2 separate regions of the Sus scrofa genome follow, and region 1 is linked to region 2. Evidence: chromatin contacts called from public HiChIP or PLAC-seq data. All regions are on one chromosome and are shown on one strand. Each heading gives the region's core, a stretch centred on a gene start, on an enhancer-like site or on the middle of the called end of the contact. The rest is flanking DNA. Distances are from core to core; before and after follow the strand shown.

The links. HiChIP or PLAC-seq counts read pairs in DNA pulled down with a chosen protein or histone mark.
Region 1: a contact with region 2 is called in an H3K27ac HiChIP or PLAC-seq map of skeletal muscle, with 7 times the contacts expected there. The contact joins the promoter of AJUBA here to the promoter of EMC9 in region 2. A contact is called at or near these places in 1 of 47 Hi-C or Micro-C datasets (skeletal muscle) and 1 of 2 datasets of contacts at active chromatin or transcription factors (skeletal muscle).

The regions. Positions count from the first base shown.
Region 1 is chr7:76,059,354-76,066,530 of Sscrofa11.1, forward strand. It overlaps AJUBA (LIM domain-containing protein ajuba), which reads left to right and starts at 3,656. Exons shown (of 8, transcript XM_021099246.1): 1 at 3,656-5,066. The coding sequence starts at 4,031. C7H14orf93 reads left to right here. Exons shown (of 7, transcript XM_021099247.1): 7 at 1-2,524.
Region 2 is chr7:75,156,924-75,163,555 of Sscrofa11.1, forward strand. It overlaps EMC9 (ER membrane protein complex subunit 9), which reads left to right and starts at 2,311. Exons shown (of 5, transcript XR_002345919.1): 1 at 2,311-2,419; 2 at 2,840-2,916; 3 at 4,254-4,323; 4 at 4,416-4,510; 5 at 4,672-4,994. It overlaps PSME2 (proteasome activator subunit 2), which reads left to right. Exons shown (of 11, transcript NM_214279.1): 8 at 54-121; 9 at 286-340; 10 at 645-731; 11 at 821-943. The coding sequence ends at 901. PSME1 (proteasome activator subunit 1) reads right to left here. Exons shown (of 11, transcript NM_214304.1): 4 at 6,417-6,527; 5 at 6,283-6,328; 6 at 6,068-6,165; 7 at 5,750-5,818; 8 at 5,597-5,664; 9 at 5,449-5,503; 10 at 5,287-5,373; 11 at 4,907-5,125. The coding sequence ends at 5,045.

The DNA of each region.
Region 1 (7,177 bases), core at 2,406-4,905, 900 kb after region 2:
TATTGTTTATTGAATTATATAAGGAAGCTTTTATTATTCCCATCTTACACATGAGAAAATTAAGACTTAAAGAGGTCCCCCATCTCACCAACAGCTGCTTTTCCACCATGTGGCTAAGCAGTATACATGGCTTGGTAGCTATTTTTTAGTCCTGTCAGCCAAGCTGTATTTTGAAGAAGTGGTGTGTGTGTGTGTGTGTGTGTGCGCGCGCGCACACAAGAGTGCACATGCAGAATGCACACACATTCACATACGAAATGTGTGCATTTTAGGTGGATTGAGAAGTAAACCAGCTTTCTATTACTTCTACTTACTAGGGGTCTGACGGTACCATCTAGGAGCTCTGGACATACTGTTGATCGGGTTAGATGTTGATCAGAAGTTTTACTGTCTAGTCAGGAAGCCAGGCATTTAAAAAGGCAATAAAGTGAAAATTGTGACAGGGTGATGGGGGAGTGTAGGGTGCCATGGCTCTGTATTGCAGGGGTAGCTAACCTGCTCTGGTGGTCTGGGAAGGCTTCTCAGAGAGAGCGGTACTTAAATTGATACCTGGGAGTTCCCATCATGGCTCAACGGAAACGAATCTGACTAGTATCCATGAGGGCGCAGGTTCGATCCCTGGCCTCACTCAAGTGGGTTAAGGATCCAGTGCTGCCATGAGCTGTGGTATAGGCTGCAGACACAGCTTGGATCTGGCATTGCTGTGGCTGTGACATAGGCCAGTGGTTACAGCTCTGATTTGACATCTATCCTGGGAACCTCCATATGCCCTGGGTGCAGCCCTAAAAAGAAAAAAAAAGGAATTTCCGTCATGGCCTAGCAGTTAACAAACCCAACTAGCATCCATGACGATGTGGGTTCAGTCCCTGGCCTCGCATAGTGGGTTAAGGATCTGGCGTTGCCATGTAGCTTGGATCTGGCGTTGCTGTGGCTGTGGTATAGGCCAGCGGCTACAGCTCCAGTTGGACCCCTAGCCTGGGAACCTCCATATGCAGAGGGTGAAGCCCTAAAAAAAACAAAAAAAAATTTAATTGATACCTAAAGTGGTATTTAAACCAGAAGGGAAGGAGAGGCCAAGAGAGTTTTCCAAACCTAGGGAACTGCAGGTACAAAAGTCCACAGGCAAGAGGGAGCACAGACAAGGTGCAATTCTACTGCAGAGCTGTTTGGGGAGGTGTGTGTGTGGGGGGGGGTGATGCTGAGAGAAGAGACTGGAGAGGTAGAGAGACCCTGTGAAATACTTTAAAAGTATAGACTCTAATTCAAGGGCAGTGAGCAATCACTGATAGGTTTTAAACAGGGAAATATGATCCTCAGGGTATGAGATGGATGGGAGGGAGAAAGCTTCAGCAGGGAGACTTTTGCAGTGGTCCAGGAGAGAAGAGATGGTGGTGTGTGTGTGTGTGCGTGTGTGCGTGTGTGCGTGCGTGCGTGCGTGCGTGCATGTGTGTGTGTGTGTGTGTGTGTGTGTATGTGTAGTGATGTTGATGAGGGAAGGACAGATTTGAAAGATAATTTGGAAGCAGAATTGACAAGACTTGGTGATAGGCCTTGGTGATAGGATTTGAGGTTAAGGGAGGGGGACATAAGGTCAATATTCAGATTTCTGGCTTAAGTAGCTAAGTGGTTAATGGCGCCATTTGCTCAGGAAATGCTGGAGGAGCCAGTTTTGGGAGGCAGGGAAGGTGAGGTCAGTTTAGGGTGTTGTGTACCTTTGAGACAACCAAGTAGAGGTGCTAGTCGTCAGCTGAGTTTTTAAGTCCAAGAGAGTCTAGGCTAGAGATACGGACTGAGGAGTCATCTGTGTATATAGAGCCTAAAGTCCTGGGGAGGGAGAATAGGGCCTGTGGAGCTCCTGGCTCTAGTTCAGCCTATAGAGTGGTTACCCCGAGGTCATGAGCACTGCTGGCACCTGCCCTATCAGAGTGTCCCCCTTTCACTTGTGTCTGCTTCCTGTCATCCCCTGAACACCCAAGTTCTTGATCCCAACTGTGCCTACTACTGCCACTACCAGCTCCCGGATGGGCCTCCTTTAATGGCATCTCAACTTTTCATAAGATTTACTCTCCCATTCTAACGCCAAAGGAGCAAAGCTCCCAAATGTTAGAAAATGTAGGTAATTGGAAGGAAGCATCCAGGTTCTCCTTCCCCATGGGGAGACAGGAAAGGAGGGAGAAGCTTATGGCTGATTCTGAAGATGGCACGCAACAGCAGGTTCTGGATGCAACCTGAGAGCTCCCCTGGGTTACTAATGCTTTCAGTCCTCCTTGCTTCCACCCTAAGAGTAAACTCTCCTCTGGATCAGAGAGATGCTGTAGCCCTGACCAGGGAAAGAGGCTGATTCTCAGGAGAGATGAGGGCAGGGAGACAATGCAGCTAGGGCAGAGAAGCCAAACAGTTTGTGCCAAATTAATTTCCCCAAAGATATTAACCTCCTTTCCTTCCCCTTTCCCTAAGGCCACACTAAGATTGTAAAAGGTGTTCAGAATGTTGAAGTGAAAATAATATGCATGATTTGTTTGCATATAATTTTCATACTAATTTACTATCCAAATGCAAAGGAGTTATTTTCCCTCTCCATTTTCCCCCACACCCTACCCCATGCCCCTGATGTGCTGGTCTGGGCAAAATCCATTGGCTGATATTTAATCAGGTATGTTCAGCTTCAGCCAGGGCTTCCTCTTTTCCTTATTCTTGAGCCTCCTAGTATGGCCAGGATTGGCCTCTTTTGCTTTTCCACCTTGATCATTTTCACTTGCTATCTCTTCTAAAGAACATATTTTTTCTTCCGCTTAAGTTGATACTTACTCTTTATCACCAATCTCCTGTGGGCCAACCAAGGGCGAGGCCTTTGCTACCCCTAAAAACCAGGCCTTCTATCCCCAGTCACCAGAAATAGTTGCTAAAAATCTCATTTCCCAACACCAGGGGGTGTCTATCGATCCCTCTATCAGCCCTACCCTGAAGGTAGAGATTAGTCCCAAGCCTTTTTCTCTCTCCTTTCACACACACACTCTAAAACTCCCTCCCTCCAACTGCAGAGTTTTGGATTCAGAAAGTTGTCTTTGCATTGCAGCTTATCTGTTTGTCTCTCATTCTCTCTGGATTCGCACAAATTTGTCTTTTTCTTGGCCTATTCAGCCTTCGGTCTCTGCAACACCCGCGATCGATCCCCTTTGGTCTGCTCTCTTTCTTTCCATACCTGTCTTCCACAACCTCTCTATAAGGGCTTCCTCGCTCTGAACCTCTCTGTGTATCTACATTTCTTTTCTCTCCCTGTCTCACTATTTCTGTATCAGTCCCTCCTCATCTCTCCAGCAGTCCTCATACTAGGAACAAAGTCACGGTGTTTGCGCAGAACAAGCCTCGCGTCGCCGGGTCCCGGGCCGCGACATTCCACGGTGCCCCTCCGCGCATTCCAACTACAAACAAAGAGTTCCCCTCCCCTCCCCCACTTTTTCCTGTCCCAATTCTTGAGTGGTGTAGTAGCTATTGCCCAAACTGCCCCTCGCCCTTTTTTAGCCGTCAGTCGGCGGATCTCCAGTTCCAGGACAGTTGGCACCAGCACCCGCTCTCCCCTCCTCCGGCGCACCAGATTCCTGCGCCGACACCCCTGTTTCTTTCGCACTCAGCGCCCCGCCCCTCCAGGAAAGTAGATCCGGCCAGGCAGACAAAAGTTTGGGAGAGAAGTTGGGTCCGTGCTGAGTGTGAGAGCGAGGGGGGCGGGGGCCGGGGAGAGTGGGGCTGCCGGGTGAGTCGGCTCGTGAACAGATAGACCTGCGGAAGGCACAGCCACGGCCGTCGGCCCTTCTAGCCTTGCTTAACCCCTGATGCGCGGGGGGACGCAACCCCTGTCGCTGGGGGATGCTGCGGGATTCTTGGCGCGGGGCATCCAGGCCACCCGCTAAATCCCGGTGCCTATCCTGTGCCCCCGGGGAACCCGAGTCCAGCCGCAGGGAGAGAGAAGCGGCCACCGAGACGCTGCAGGGTGCCGGGCGGGGAGGGGGCTGGAGTCCCCAGGCCCGAGGGCATGGAGCGATTAGGGGAGAAAGCCAGTCGCCTGCTAGAGAAGTTAAGACTCTCGGACTCCGGCAGCGCCAAGTTCGGCCGCAGAAAGGGTGAATCTAGCCGGTCTGGGTCTGATGGGACCCCCGGGCCGGGAAAGGGGCGTCAGAGCGGATTAGGGGGACCTAGGAAATCAGGGCCCCGTGGAGCTACTGGGGGACTTGGGGATGAGCCGTTGGAGCCAGCCCGGGAGCAAGGCCCCCTGGATGCTGAGCGGAACCCCCGCGGCTCCTTTGAGGCGCAGCGCTACGAAGCCTCCTTTCCCGGGGTGCCACCTCCCACCCGGGCCTTGCCTCTACCTCAGTCATTGCCCCCTGACTTTCGGCTGGAGACCACGGCCCCAGCCCTAAGCCCCCGCTCCAGTTTTGCCAGTAGCTCAGCCAGCGACGCGAGCAAGCCGTCCAGCCCCCGGGGCAGTCTGCTGCTGGACGGGGCGGGGGCTGGTGGAGCCGGAGGTAGCCGACCCTGCAGCAATCGTACCAGCGGCATCAGCATGGGCTATGACCAGCGCCACGGCAGTCCTCTGCCTGCCGGGCCTTGCCTGTTTGGCCCACCCCTGGCTGGGGTTCCGGCAGGCTATTCCTCCGGAGGGGTGCCGTCCGCCTACCCCGAGCTCCACGCTGCCCTGGACCGACTGTGCGCTCATCGGCCGGCCGGATTCGGCTGCCAGGAAAGCCGCCACTCATATCCCCCGGCCCTGGGCAGCCCGGGAGCTCTTGCCGGAGCTGGAGTAGGAGCGGCTGGGCCCTTGGAGAGACGAGGGGCGCAACCCGGACGACACTCGGTGACTGGCTACGGGGACTGCGCCGCTGGCGCCCGATACCAGGATGAGCTAACAGCGTTGCTGCGCCTGACAGGGGGCACAGGTGGGCGAGAAGCCGGCGCCCGCGGGGAACCCTCGGGAATTGAGCCGTCGGGTCTTGAGGAGCCGCCGGGTGCGTTCGTTCAGGAGGCTGCCCGGACCCGGATACGGGAGCCGGAGTCCAGAGAAGACTACTTTGGTGAGTGAGAGAAGTGGTGAGGGACGGGGAGGGACCCGTCACCGCATTTGGTTCCCCTCTGCCCCGACGGCCAAAACTGCCTGCGCCAGGAGGTCGGAGGCAGAGACTCAGGGCTAGGAAAGAGGCAAGAGAAGAATTCCCTTCCCACTGGGTTTCAGATGGACCACAGGCACCCTATTCCTGCTAAATTCACCCCCTCCCTGTGTGATCTCCAGTTCCTCAAGCTTTAGAGCCTGGGTTTTTCTCGGTAGGAGGCCTCGTAGGGAGGGGACCAAGTGGGGCCGTGAGAGCATCCCCCATCTTGCTACCCCCTCGGCGGTGGTGCCCCTGCAGGCTCCTGCGCGCCGCGCCCCCACCCGGGCCCAGGCTCCGCCCGCAGGAATTCGGGGAATGCGCGGGTGGGGGGCGGGGCGGGCGGGCAGCGTGCGTGCCGGCTCCTGCCCGGGCGCTCCAGGTGCCCGCGGGCGGGGCCGGTCGCGCGGCGCAGGGCGGAGGTGAGGTGCAGGGGGTGGGGGAGCTGCCTCCTAACACGCGCGGAGCTGTGGCTGCCGCGGTCGGGGATATGGAGCCCGAGGAAAGAATGAAAGCCCTGGGACGAAAAGCAGGGACCCTACTGCTGACCGGCCCCGGACCTGCTGGACCTGCTGGCCGGGTGCCTGCGTGGGCATTTAAGAGCTGGTGGCTTCAGATTCTATTTTCCCCATCCTCCGGAAGTCAGGGCAGAAGTCTTGGCCACCCGGACAGCATCACCCGTGGATGGTTGACGAATGTGTAAAATTGCCAGAAATAACCTGGCCTTCGCATCTGGCCATAACCCGCTCAGAATTCAGGCACGAAGTAGCCCCTTACTTCCTGCTGCTAAAGAAACTTGACCGCTACCTTTCGCCCCCACGCAGTTACCTTCCAGAAGTATTAATTGATCATATGTCTCAGCTATGGAGGGAGGCTGGAGGCAGTGGGATCTTGAACCATCTTTCAGCCAAGACCCACAAGTACCACATCACTATATTAAAACAACCAGCTAATCTGATTGTGACAGGAAGTACAGGAAGTAGAGGCCTCACCCCCAGGGCAGTGGGTCTCTAAAGTGTTCGCATCATCTTCTCACCTTTCTCACCATCCATGTTCCTGCCCTGGGCCCCATGTTCTAGAACTCTGTGGCTAGAAATATAAATAGGGAGAGGAACCCAGCCAGGGAAGGAAAGTTGGAGAAGAGGTTCAGAGGTAACAGGGCTGCCGACTGGAAGGGCCTGCCAAGTTCAACTCCATTTCCCCCCCCCCCACTCCACCCCCACCCGAAAGGGACAGCCCAGAGCAGATGATGCCTTGGTCAAGGGAGACTAAGTGACAGGATCCTTTTAGCAGTTTCCTTTTGAGGCCCTGGAGAAGTGGCTGATGGGTGGAAAGATGTTTCAACTAAGCCATCAGAACCAAAAGGGAGGATCTGGGAGAAATTGCAGTAAAATGGCAGGTAGAGCCTAGGTGTGGATATGCTGGGTTAGAGGAGGTGATCGGACACGCCTGAGCAGTTGGCTTGCCCAAGATGTCCAAGGCTTTCCAAAGAAATGGCTCTGGGAGTTCCCATCATGCTCAGTGGTTAACGAACCTAACTGGTATCCATGAGGACGCGGGTTAGAGCCCTGGCCTTACTCAGTGGGTTAAGGATCCTGCGTTACCATAACCTGTGGTGTAATTTGCAGACGTGGCTCAGATCCTTTGTGGCTGTGGCTGTGGCTGTGGTGTGGGCTGGCAGATACAACTCTGATTGGACCCCTAGCCTGGGAACCTCCATATGCCATGGGTGCGGCCCTAAAAAGACAAAAAGAAAAAAAAAAAGAAAGAAAAAAGAAATGGCTCTGACAGGGCCCCCTGCATGGCAGTCTTGGGGCAGAGCTCCCTTCCCCTGGGGAAGCCACATTTTGACCCTGGTGTGTGTGTCTATGGGGGGCTCCTCTCCCTGGGGGCCAGGTGGCCTCCTCTGATAGGACCCTCAGCTTGACTGTACCCTCCTCCTCCTGCCCCTAGTAGGGGCCCTCTTCTTTGGCTGCAGCCTTGCCCAGCTGCCAGAGGGCGGGAGCAGGACAGGCCTGGGCCCATCAGCCGCTGCAGCT
Region 2 (6,632 bases), core at 1,061-3,560:
AAAGGGACAAGATGAAGTGTTTTCTTTGCCTCCCATCTCTTTTGTCACCACAGGAAAAGGTGCTGGAGAGGGTAAATGCAGTCAAGACCAAAGTAGAAGCCTTCCAGACCACCATTTCCAAGTGAGGGCAGCTGGAGGGCCAGCACAGGGGTCTGCAAGGACATTCTGTGGGGACTCCCAAAGCGGGACATGCCCATCGGGATAATGGGGGGCCTTGGGAAGGGTCTGAGGGACTATCTCTCTCTGAACACCCACTCCTATGGTTACTCCCCTTGCTTTCGGCAGGTACTTCTCAGAACGTGGGGATGCTGTGGCCAAGGCCTCCAAGGAGACCCATGTAGTGAGTGGATAGTCCACCAGCCTGTTATTGGAGACTGGCTGGGGGTGGGATGAGGAAGAGGGCACAATGGTCCTCCTTGTTTTGTCTGTGACCTTCCCAATGTGGAGAATATTAAGCCAAAACCATTGCCCCAAACTTGGGCTTCAAAAACTTTACCTCCTTTCTCTGCTGGATCTTGTGGGATCCCATTTCCTGGTGCTGAGAAGGGGCTCATTCCTCAAGTTACCTATTCCCTATATGAGGAAACCAGATGAATGTCCCAACCTCCCATGGGGCTGACTCAGCTTTGCCTCCCACATCCCAGATGGATTACCGGGCCCTGGTGCACGAACGAGATGAGGCAGCCCATGGGGAGCTCAGGGCCATGGTGCTGGACCTGAGGGCCTTCTATGTGAGTCTGGAGTAAGCCCCTAAGGGAGGTGGATGAGGGGGCAAAGGAAAGGCCAGGAACCTGACTGTTGCCCTCTGGCTTTCTTCCAGGCTGAGCTTTACCATATTATCAGCAGCAACCTGGAGAAAATTGTCAACCCAAAGGGTGAAGAAAAGCCATCAATGTACTGAGCCCAGGGTTGTAAGGGAAATAAATGACCTGTACTTTGTGTGGATCACCTCTGGTGTGTGTCATTTATTCAGAAAGCAAAGTGGGAGTTCCCGTCATGGCTCAGTGGTTAACGAATCCAACTAAGAACCATGAGGTTGTGAGTTCAATCGCTGGCCTCGCTCAGTGGGTTAAGGATCCGGGGTTGCCTGTGAGCTGTGGTGTAGGTTGCAGACATGGCTCAGATCCCGCATTGCAGTGGCTCTGGTGTAGGCCGACGGCTACAATGCCAATTGGACCCCTAGCCTGGGAACCTCCATGTGCCGTGGGTGCGGTCCTAAAAGAACAAAAAGACGAATAAAAAAAGAAAGCAAAGTGTCACCTCTGTCCAGCTACTAAATGTGAATGCGATGATGGGAAAGGGAGGGGTGCCAGGAAGACAGAGATGAGTTAAGAGGTCCATCCTGTTCTTAAGAAGTTATCCTAAATAACAGTTACATGGCCTGACAGCCATGAAGATAATCTGTATTTGGGGATTTCACAAGATTTTTTCCATGTGGAAGGTCTCATGAGTTCTTCCTGAAAGAGGCGGCATTTGGGCAGAACCTTATAGGAATAATCAGACTTTGGACAGATAGAGGGAAAGCTCTGCGGCTGAGATCAGGGAATGAAGAAAGAAACCACCCTTGCCATCAGCTCAGAGCAAGCCTGAAGAGAGAATGAGGCTTCCCCGGGGAAAATTATGCTTGGGTTCCTTCTCAAGAGCTGGGAGGGGAAAAAAACGCTCCCAAAACATTTTGGCTTAAGGAAATTATACCACAGGACATTATCGGAAGGATGGGTCTATAAAAATCTTTTTGACCTTTACCCCCGCTTGCAGTCAAAGCCGTTTTTATTTCTGTAGATATTACACTGAGGAAACCAACGGCCCGATAACCTGTGATTGCAAAAGTAACATGGCTCATTAGTTAGTGGCAGAGCCGCCCTAGAGCACAAACCCATTCATTCTATAGTAGGAGTCAGGCGTCCCCTGTGTACTCACATTGGTTCGAAGTTCCACGGTTCCAAAGACACCCGACGCGGGACGCGGGCTCCACCCAGCTGGGCCTGTAGGGGCGGGCGGCAGAGATAACAGACGCAGTCATCCTGCAATCCGGAGCCGAAGTGGGGTAGCCTAGCCAATCAGCTTGAGGGAAGCTCTCTACCGTTGTGGGTTCTTTTTCAGCCGCCGGAGACAAAGGCGGGGCAAGATTGGATGCGGTTGGTGATTGGGCAAAACGAGACACTCTAAACCTATCAAAGATCATTACGTGGGCGGGACTCCAGAAGCTGGTCAGGCTTGGAGGCGCAGGTTCCGTGTCCCCGAGGCAAGCTCTTCTCTGTGGCCGCCACTTGGGGGCGGGGGGAGGCGGAGCTCGGTGCTGCAGCATGCAATCCAGGCCGCCCGCCTTCCGGGCCAGGTGGGGGCCGGTCGCCAGGCTGAGATCGGCGGGAGCCGGTGGGCTGTCTTTGAGCTGGGTCAGCGCCACTGTCGAACCTAAGTGAGGAGGCACGGGGAAGGGCCCAAGAGGGCCCTCGGGCGTTGGAGGGGGCTTCGCGGACGAGAGCTGGGGGCCCCGCTCGCCATGGGGGAGGTGGAGATCTCCGCCCGGGCCTACGTGAAGATGTGTCTGCACGCCGCCCGCTACCCGCATGCCGCTGTCAACGGGCTATTGCTGGCGCCCGCGCCGCGGTCGGGAGAATGCCTGTGCCTCACCGACTGTGTCCCCCTGTTCCACAGCCACCTGGCCTTGTCTGTCATGCTGGAGGTCGCCCTCAACCAGGTGCCGCCGCTGGACGCCCACCTACCACCCTAACCAGCCCCTAACAGCCCTAAGCCCATCCCTGGCCTCTTGGCAATAGTGCGCACCCACGGGGCGGGCGGTACGATTTAGTTACTGATGGTCCCTTTCCCATGGCAGGTGGATGTGTGGGGCGCGCAGGCCGGGCTGGTAGTGGCAGGGTACTACCATGCCAATGCAGCTTTGGACGACCAGAGGTGAGTGCCAGAGGCAGAAGGCTAAGGGTTATGGGGTGGGGGAGTCAAGAGAACCCTTCTTAGTCATTCTCTCCATTTTTCCTTCATCAAAAGCTTAGGAGTAGGCACTGTACATCAGGCACTAGGCTGGTACTGCAGTGAGGAAATGTAAGGAAACATGTTTCCCTGGGGGTGGGGAGGACAACTACGTTTCAGTAAGAACAGGCTGACACCTGCTTTAACTGAGATGCACCCCCCCCACAAGTGCTGAAAAAACACAAAGGAAACCCAAGCAGCAACTTTTTAAAAAAGAAAGTTTTTTTATATATACAGTTGATCATTGAACAAGATGGGTTTGAGCTGCCTGCGGACCTTAATAGGTGAAACAGTTGGTTGAATACCCATGCAGAATCTGTAATGGAGGGACCACTATAAAGTTACCTGCAGATTTTCAACTGCAGGAGGGTCTCTGCTCCTAACCCCTTCGTTGTTCACCAGTCAGCTGTATGTAGAAAAAGTTATCTACTTACATAGTACTCATGTATCTGGATCAACTGATACTGTTTTGTAATTTGCTTTTTCCTCCTTAATAAATATCTGACACCTTTCCATCATTACACTATTATCTACCTTACCGTAACAGCTATACAGCATCAGTATGGATGTACCATAACTTTTTTTTTTTTTTTTTTTTGTCTTTTTGTGTTTTTCTTGAGCCGCTCCCTCGGCATATGGAGGTTCCCAGGCTAGGGGTCGAATTGGAGCTGTAGTCACCAGTCTACACACCAGAACAACAGCAACGCGAGATCCGAGCCGCATCTGCAACCTACACCACAGCTCACGGCAACGCCAGATCCTTTTACCCACTGAGCAAGGGCAGGAATCGAACCCACAGCCTCATGGCTCCTAGTCGGATTCGTTAACCACTGCGCCACGACGGGAACTCCGATGTACCATAATTTATTTAATGCCTTACATTAAACATTGAGGTTGTTTCCAGTTTTTCGTTATTATAGACACTGTCCTATTATTACAGTAAATTCTTTAATAAGTAGAATTTCTGGGTCAGCATATATATAGTATACAGTATAAATTTGGTTGGTTATACCAACTTACTCTCCAGAAAAGACTATCTTAGATTTCCACTCTCACCAGCAGTATCCGAGCACCTATTTTCCACAGCACTCAAGCTTTGGGCAGTTAAGCGTGAAGCATCAAGTAAGCCTGATACCCCCCAGGCCAGCTACAGGGAAACGCCATTGCTGCAACCACATCTATGGGACCTGGGAGGCCCAGCTCTGACGGATGGGGTCTATCCACAGTAGGCTCCTCACGACTCTGATCTTCCCTCTACACAGCCCTGGGCCCCTGGCCTTGAAAATCGCTGGGCGGATTGCAGAATTCTTTCCTGACGCAGTACTCATTATGGTGAGGCTTGGGTTTCAGAGTGGGGAGTTGGAAAGAAAGTAGTAGGAAGAGGGATCCTTGAAACCCTTACCTGCCCTTCCTTGTCCACACAGTTGGATAATCAGAAACTGGTGCCCCAGCCTCATGTGCCCCCAGTTATCGTCCTGGAGAACCATGGTCTCCGCTGGGTCCCCAAGGACAAGAACTTGTGAGTGCCCCACTCCCTCCACCTCTTCTTAGAAGCCCACAGCTCCTGGGCCTCCTCTGTCATTGGTTCTGCCCAAGGGTCCTTCTCTAGACCCCAACCTCTGCCAAGTGTCTGGCCCCAATGCCTGCTGAGTTTGACCTCCATGGGGGTTATTATTTCAGAGTGATGTGGAGGGACTGGGAAGAGTCACGGCAGATGGTGGGAGCCTTACTAGAGGGCCGGGCCCACCAGCACCTTGTGGACTTTGACTGCCATCTTGATGACATCCGGGAGGACTGGACCAACCAGCAGCTCAACGTCCAGATCACCCAGTGGGTTGGTTCCACCAGTGGAAAGACCTGAGCCAGGGCCAGAGGGGAGGCCCAGGATTCAATAAAGAGACTTGGGCTGTTGGGCAACGGTACGACTATATTTATTGTGCCTGGGAGGCAAGGTGAGGGAGAAACCTCAACAGGCAGAAGGTGGGGAAAGCCTGGAGTCCCCAGTAAAAGTCAGGAAGGTCTGCTGGACCCATCACAGAAGGAGGGGAGGCTCTCAATAGATCATGCCTTTTGTTTCTCCCCTAGGCTTCTTGAGTTTCTCAAAGTTCTTCAGGATGATGTCATATAACACAGCCTACAGGGCCGGGGAGGAGTGGCGGTCAGCCACAGGCCCCCAGTGGATGTTCCCCGTTTCTAGCCTTGTGAGCTCTGCTACCCTTCACCCCCCTGGCGTGCATCAGGGAGTGGGTGGCCTGGGAAAGCGGTCCCTGCCCACCCCTGCCCTTCCCTGCTCACGTAAGCATTGCGGATCTCCATGACCATCAGCCGGATATCCCGGTACTCTGCCTCATCCAGCTCGTGCACTAGCTGCCGATAATCACCCTGTGGGAGACACGGGTCAGGCCTGACTTCAAAGGTGTCCCTCCTCCCATGCACCCTGACCTAGGCCTCACCTACCACGTGAGGCTGCTTAGCTGCTTTGGCCACAGCATCGCCCCGCTCAGAGAAATACCTGTGGGAAGGAGAAGGGTGTGGAGTGGGAGGAGGAGGGAGCCCAGGCCTCAATCCCGGCCAAAGGCAGAGCATGCGGGTGCAAGTCACTCACTTGGAGATTTGAGTGTGGAAGCCTTCCAGTTTGGTGTGAAGGGCGGTCATCAGCTCGAAAACCTTCTCCTGGGGAAAGAAAGCAAGGGGGGAAGTGGAAGACAGCATGGACTGGAGAGAGAAGGAAGGCAGGAGAGTGGGGTAGCACTCTCACCTGGACAGCCACTCCAAAATTATTACCGTCTTCAATCCGAGGTATCTGCAGCTGCAACCAGGTGGTAACCTGGGAGGAAGGAATGGCATCAAAGCCCCATTAGTCCCCGCCCCAAATCCCAGGTTCCTGTCCTTCTTTGTTTCTCTGACCACAGTGGGGAGAAGTATGTCAGGTCTGTTCGGAGCCCCAGGGTATTCTGGCTTCACTTGTTGTGCCCTCGCCTGTAAAGAGCTGGCAGGTGCCATGCCCTAACTGGCATGGACAAAGGAGGACAAAGGGTTTGATCTGAAATCTGGGAGTAGAACGAGGAGGGCTCACCAGGTTGAGCTGCTCAATGACATCCTTGATCTCAGGCTTCAGGCGCTGCAGGAGGACCACGATCTTCTCATTGCAGTTCACTGGGCCACAGGGAGGACCTAAGAGGTGGACACTGGGTCAGTCACATGGCTGGGGCTGTGAGGGGCAGGGAAGAGGCATCCTTAGGAAGGAACTCCTGGGAGGTAAGATGCAAATCCCTTCCACCACAATGATACCTTTATCCTCATCTTCCCCCTTCTTCTTTTCATCTTTGTCTTCCTTCTGCAGGGAGAGGGGGGCACTTGGGAGTCAGGCCTCAGCCTGATTTTCCCGAGGGTTGGGTCCCTCCTTCTGGCTCTTCCCAACTTGCCTCCTGCTGTTTCTTCCTTTCCTCCTTCTCTTTCTCCTTGACCGGATCAGGCACTGGAATGTCCAATGGGGCCTTCAGATTGCTCAGGTTGGCTTCATTGAGAGCTGGCTCCTGGTGCAGAGTGGAAGAAGGAATGGGGGCAGGGCGAGCTCTCACCTCCTCCCTCTCATAGCCCCCCAGGCTCTCCCTTGGGGCCCTTACACTCTACTCCCTGCC